Linked DNA regions of Mus musculus: region 1 is linked to region 2. The links are chromatin contacts, called in public ChIA-PET maps. All regions are on one chromosome and are shown on one strand. The core of a region is the stretch at or near the end of the contact, and the rest is flanking DNA. Distances in the headings are between cores, read along the strand shown. Region 1 has its middle 73 kb from the start of Gm39595. Region 2 overlaps Ncoa2 (nuclear receptor coactivator 2).

Region 1 (2,700 bases), core at 20-2,519, 330 kb after region 2:
CAGCTCCAATGGGAAAGTCTCTCGTGTGATTGCAAGCAAGTCTGTGCCACTCCTGGCATAGCTTACATTTTAATGATAAATCATTATGGAGATTTTGATCTATTTTATTACCACCATTCTGCTTGCTGCTCTATAAAACAGGAATGATAATATCATTGACAAGAGTCTTGCTGAAGATGAAAAACTCTTGTCGGAAGGGTTTACACCGTGTCTGACATAGAGACAGACACAATAAACATCAATTCCTATTAATAGCTTTTTCAGGTGAAGAAATTAAGGCAGGAAGATGGAATGACAAACATTTATGGACATCGTCCAGGAAACACTGGCTCTTGTCTCTCACATGCCGGCTCTTCCCTCACACCAGCTTCCCTCAGGAGCACCTGATATACTAGAACAGCCCCCTGCAGCCAAGTCTCTTCATCACACTGAAGGATTTCAAAAGATTACAGAATGATGCTTGCAGCTGCTGACTAGGAATCCGGGAGCATGTGTGCTTCCTAAGTGTGCTGGAGGATTACAAAACTGTTTGGGGATTTTTTTTTTTTTTGGACACCTTTTTTTTCCCATAGATTCTTCTTACACATTAAGATAACCATGTCACTCACAGTGGCCATGCAAAGAATCTTGTCTTCAATCAGCTCATTAAGGTAACTTTGGAAGGGAACGTTGCCAGCTCCCTCAAACACATGGCAAATGGACAGTAAAGGAAACAGTGAATTACTTCCATACGGCTCAAAGCAATGTGAAACAGTTTTGATTAATAACACATTCACTATAATAAAATTGCTTCCAAATCTGCCAGAGGACACCAACTTATCTGCTACATCTATTTCCAATTTGATTTTTCACTGTTTTGACTTAAAAAAAAAAAAGTACACTCACAACTGGTTCATTTGAAAAATGGTCTTTCCAGGGCAATTACTTGCTCCTACTTGCCTGTGCTAGCCCACAAAGAGCTGCTCCGAAGCTGATTTTACAACCAACTGCTAAGACATAAGCCCCAAACATTCAAAAGATGGCTTTTACTGCCTCAATCATTAATAAGTCATCTGCATATCCAAGTACGGGAGTAAGCATCAAAATGCTCCGTGTCCTTCTGCGCATGTCTCAACCTTGAGCCAGGTAGGTTAGGTCGTATCTTAAATTCTTTTCAAAGGGCTTTCATTGCTGTATAAAGGCTCAAATGAGCACCCCAGCGGTCAAGTTTCATTGTCTGGGAGCCGCGAGCACAGGTTGTTGCAGTCTGGTCACTCGGAGGAGGTCCCAGAAACCTACCCAACCCCAACCGGAAGCAGAAGCGGTGCTCCCTCTCCCTTCAAGAGCTTCTCTCCCCACCCCCTGCTTTTTAAAAAGGAGATAAAAATGAAAAGCTGACTGTCCTTTACTCTGCATTTTAAAGTGTCTGTGGGTATAACAAAACCATCTGCCACCTCTGTCCCTTACTGCCTGGAAGGATTCCCACCAACTTCTGCGAAAAGGCGGAAAAGGCGGCTAATCTCACAGTAATCTGCTAATCACGTTGTAATCAGTACTCCCAGGGGCTAAAGGTCTTCGGTTTCATGTTCTTGTGAGACAGCAGTTAGTAAGCCCTAAATCTTGGGTTTAATTCTTCTTAGCTTCCTAATTATTTCCTGAGACAAAGGCAGGCACTCTCCCAATAGAAGAATCCGGAGCTCTCTGGTTTGAGCTAGCACAAGAGATCACACTCATCCCAGAGTGAAATTTCTGATATCTTAACCATAACTTTCAATTTTGGATAATAAAAATAGATCTTTTTCTTTCCCAAAAACTTCTTCCCCTCCTCCTCTTCCTCTATTTGCTTATCCTTTACTTTCTTTTCCTTTTTTCTCCAATGATTTTTAAATTTCAGATTTATTTTATTTTATGTATGAATTTTGCCTACACATACATGTATGTGCACTGCATGCGTGTCTGCTGCCAGAAGAGATCAGAAAAGAGTCTCAGATGCCCTGGAATTGGAGTTAGAGATGGCTGGAAGCCACCACGTGGGTGTTGGCACCTGGACTCAGGTCTACTGGAAGAGCAACAATTGCTCTTAACAGATGAGCCACCTCTCTGGTCCCTCTTATTCTTTTCTTTAACCTGTTTATTTGCTTGTTTGTTTTTGCCTCAGCTTCACTTGCTGTTTAGCAACTTTGCTGCAAGGAGCAGCTTGTCCCCTGTGTGTCCTTAGAGTCTTGTTTTCTGACCCCATACTTTTCTTCCTAGTTTTGTGTGTCAAATCAAGGAAATTCTTCTGTAGTCCTAAGTTTTGTTTTGTTTTTTCAAGACAAGGTCTCTCTGTAGTCCTGGCTGTCCTAGAACTCACTTTGTAGACCAGACTGGACTCAAACTCAACAAAGATCCACCTCTCTGGGATTTACTCCTGCTAGGATCAAAGGTGTGCACCACCACTGACTGACTCTGCAGCCCTAATTTGGCTTCAAACATAAATGACTTGGATTTGGTTGAATGCTTTTTTTCTGCATCGATTAATATCATCATATGATTTATTTTAGTCTGATGGAATAAACTGATTTTCATCCTCTTGTGTTCTCTGGTATAATAGCTAATTTTTTCTTCATCACTTTGTCATTTCTTCTTCCTTTCCTTTTTTTGGTTGTGGTTGCCTGAAGGCTGCTCACCACACACTTCAGATGCTTGCTTAAATGTTAAAGGTTAAGTGGAGAACATTCA
Region 2 (2,700 bases), core at 154-2,653:
GCAAGAGGCCTGCTCTTCTGTCAAAACAATCTTGCATTTTCCTGGGAATGAATTAGCACTTCCTGGGCAATATCTAACACAAAAGTTTACACACACAGACTTTTTAGAATTGAGCTAATGTTTAAGATTTAAGTCCTATGTCTACGGTTACAAATAATATCAAGTAGGAGCTGTATAGGCAACTGATCTTTTTCCCTTGAGACAGGGCCTTGTTCAGCTCAGTCAGGCCTCAGACTTGCTAAGGAGCTGAGGATGCTGAACTCTTGCCTGGACCTCCCAAGGCTCAGGATTCTAAGTGTGTACATCAATATGTAGTAACAAGTTTCCTGATGATTCATTCATCATACATACAACTCATGACTTCAGGTGCAGCATCCTGTAGGTGTCAATGTGTTCGAGTGTACCACTACCACATCAACTCAGGCACTTTCACTTACCTGAAGAGGAAGCCCTTGTCTCAGGACTCACTTCCTGCCTCCTTCCAGGCCTTCAGCTATAGGCAGCTATGATGAAGGTTTTGTGGAGTGTACACAAAAAATTCATTTCCGTGACATGTGAACTGCCTCCAGCTAGAATGCTAGAGATGCTTGGGTGCTGTGTCATGTTCTTGAGTGGTCGCACTATCAATGAGGCTGAGGGAGACGCTGACTTCACAGCCTGCCTGAGGGCATTAGTGGTTTAGGATGACCACATAGAGGCTGTACAACCAAACTATTTCGTTGCCTTTAAACTACCATATACATGCATATATATGTGACATTTTATATATGTGGCATTTATAATGTGACATTTTAATGTATTTTGCTTCCAAATTAAAATTAGGTAATCAGTCCATGATTTAACAGGGTTTTAGCAAATGCCATTGAGGACTGCACATCCTGAAGGACCACGGGGTAAGGGCAGCAGGGAAGGAGCCTTACCTATGTTCATGACCTGAGACTGAAGCATCTGTCTTTGGCCAGGCTGGCTGTTGGCTCGCATGGGGATGCTGGCTGTTGGGTTCCGAATCATGCCTCCTTGGACTGGTCGGTTCATGGCACCAGTGGTAGCAGCACAAGTGACTCTCACAGCTGGACTCTGTGGTGCCCATTCCCCAGAAGGCATGCTGGGCCGGGAAGTGCTGCTGCCAATCATTCCTGCATCCAAGACAGAGGAAACTGAGAGACGCAGACATTGAAAACAGCATATGCACGCATGCCAGACCTACCTACAAGACTCAGACCATGACTGTAACCTGCAGTTGGCTCAACAGCAAACACTCCCCCAGGGCAGATGTGGGCCCTGGGCTAAGAACTAAGAGTTGGTGATTACTACAGTTTTCACAGCATGCATCTGCTCAGAAGAGCTGTTAAAACTGTTCCCATATGTACTTATTAGAACAGGCACTGCGGCAAGTGGATAACCCCAACTTCCTTCCTCAGGAAGTGAATCACATTAGCTGACGTATACGTCAGAGCTCTACTTTCCAAAAGGGAGGTGAGATGAGGTAAGGTGAGGAGGAACAAGGTAAGAACTGATAATCAATCCCAAAATTATCGACCCCAGTCAGAGACTATCCTGCAAAGCTTTTGCGAGAGAGAGCTGAGCATCCTCATCCTTTCAGGGGGTCGGCGCCTGCTACACTTCTGGAGCATGCAGACATGTTCGCTGGGTGACCATCAAGTGAAGCTGCCCCACCACAGGCATACGTCTGCATGGACAGGATACTTCAGCAACAACTTCCATCAAAAAAAAAAATTTAGTAAATTTCAAAATTTACCAAGGGTAGCCTCTAAGCACTCAGGAAGTTAAAGACTTTCCTGACACAGTGCCTGAGCAAAGGGTCCCACCCTCCTGAAGCACTGCATTCCAGGCCACACCGATGCAGAATGGGCTAGCAGAGGCGTGAGGGAAATCTACACTTGGCATCTGATCACACGGAACAATGAGAACTCAACATGACCAGGCAGGACTCAGGGTCTGTTCTATTAGTGTCCAGGCTCTAGGTGACGGCAGTGGCCAAACACTGCCTAAGACATACTGAAGAAGAAGCCTCAGAAACATCTCTTTGTTCTGAAACGTGATACAGGGGATATAAAGATTTGCTTTCAAATTTATGGCTTGCTTTAGATTACTTTATTTCGGTTAAGCAAATTTGGTATAATGAACATGTAGATGGAACATGGGTGTTTCCTCATGTGTGAAATGAGGGATGTGCTGAGATGTTAAAAGGAGAAGGGTGATTAGTTAGGGTTAAAAACTGCAATATTAAGACATATTTAAAACCATTTATATTTTATCTATAAGTGGATAAGTGGAAAGGCATTTTAGTTTCAAAACAACCTATTTAAATAGCATAATAAGACGAGAGGAGGAGGGTGAAGTCACCTGAAACTCAACAGTATCAGTGCAGCAAGAATGGACACTGTTCCCTATGGTGCTGGTCTTTATACCATGTGATCCTGACAGCCTGGGCACTACTAGGTTCTGGGACATGCAGAGGCCGTCCCCATGGTCCCAAGGTCCTATACAAGACTTCAACAGTGTAAGCATTGTATTCACCGATAGGGAGCGACTCCTAGTCACTCATCTGCTACTTTTCTTTAAAGAGTTTCTCATCACCAATATATCTATGAGTCGTGCTTTTATTTAAGAGTAATGGAGTGAATATGGCACTGTTTTCAGGGATCTGTAATTTAATGAGGGAGTCAGTACAGGTGT

Evidence for each region. ChIA-PET counts read pairs in DNA pulled down with a chosen protein or histone mark.
Region 1: a contact with region 2 is called in an RNA polymerase II ChIA-PET map of memory CD8 T cells, with 88 read pairs. The contact joins two enhancer-like sites. A contact is called at or near these places in 4 of 15 datasets of contacts at CTCF or cohesin (the G1E-ER4 cell line, large pre-B cells, pro-B cells and 1 more), 31 of 484 Hi-C or Micro-C datasets (the AtT-20 cell line, B cells, the BV-2 cell line and 18 more), 8 of 115 datasets of contacts at active chromatin or transcription factors (T-cell acute lymphoblastic leukemia, Th17 cells, bone marrow-derived macrophages and 4 more) and 3 of 9 other capture datasets (adipose tissue, liver and pancreatic islet).

The regions. Positions count from the first base shown.
Region 1 is chr1:13,493,677-13,496,376 of GRCm38.p6, forward strand. No RefSeq gene overlaps it. Among named protein-coding and RNA genes, the nearest start is that of Gm39595, 73 kb to the left of the region's middle. Within about 2 kb of position 1,270, at least 21 of the 459 cell types and tissues checked have an H3K27ac peak or open chromatin away from gene starts, as enhancers often do. A contact at or near this core is called in CD8 T cells, Th1 cells, memory CD8 T cells and 1 more, where this site is marked.
Region 2 is chr1:13,161,153-13,163,852 of GRCm38.p6, forward strand. Ncoa2 (nuclear receptor coactivator 2) reads right to left here. Exons shown (of 23, transcript NM_008678.3): 14 at 921-1,136. Among named protein-coding and RNA genes, the nearest start is that of Prdm14, 35 kb to the left of the region's middle. Within about 2 kb of position 1,404, at least 74 of the 459 cell types and tissues checked have an H3K27ac peak or open chromatin away from gene starts, as enhancers often do. A contact at or near this core is called in CD8 T cells, Th1 cells, memory CD8 T cells and 1 more, where this site is marked.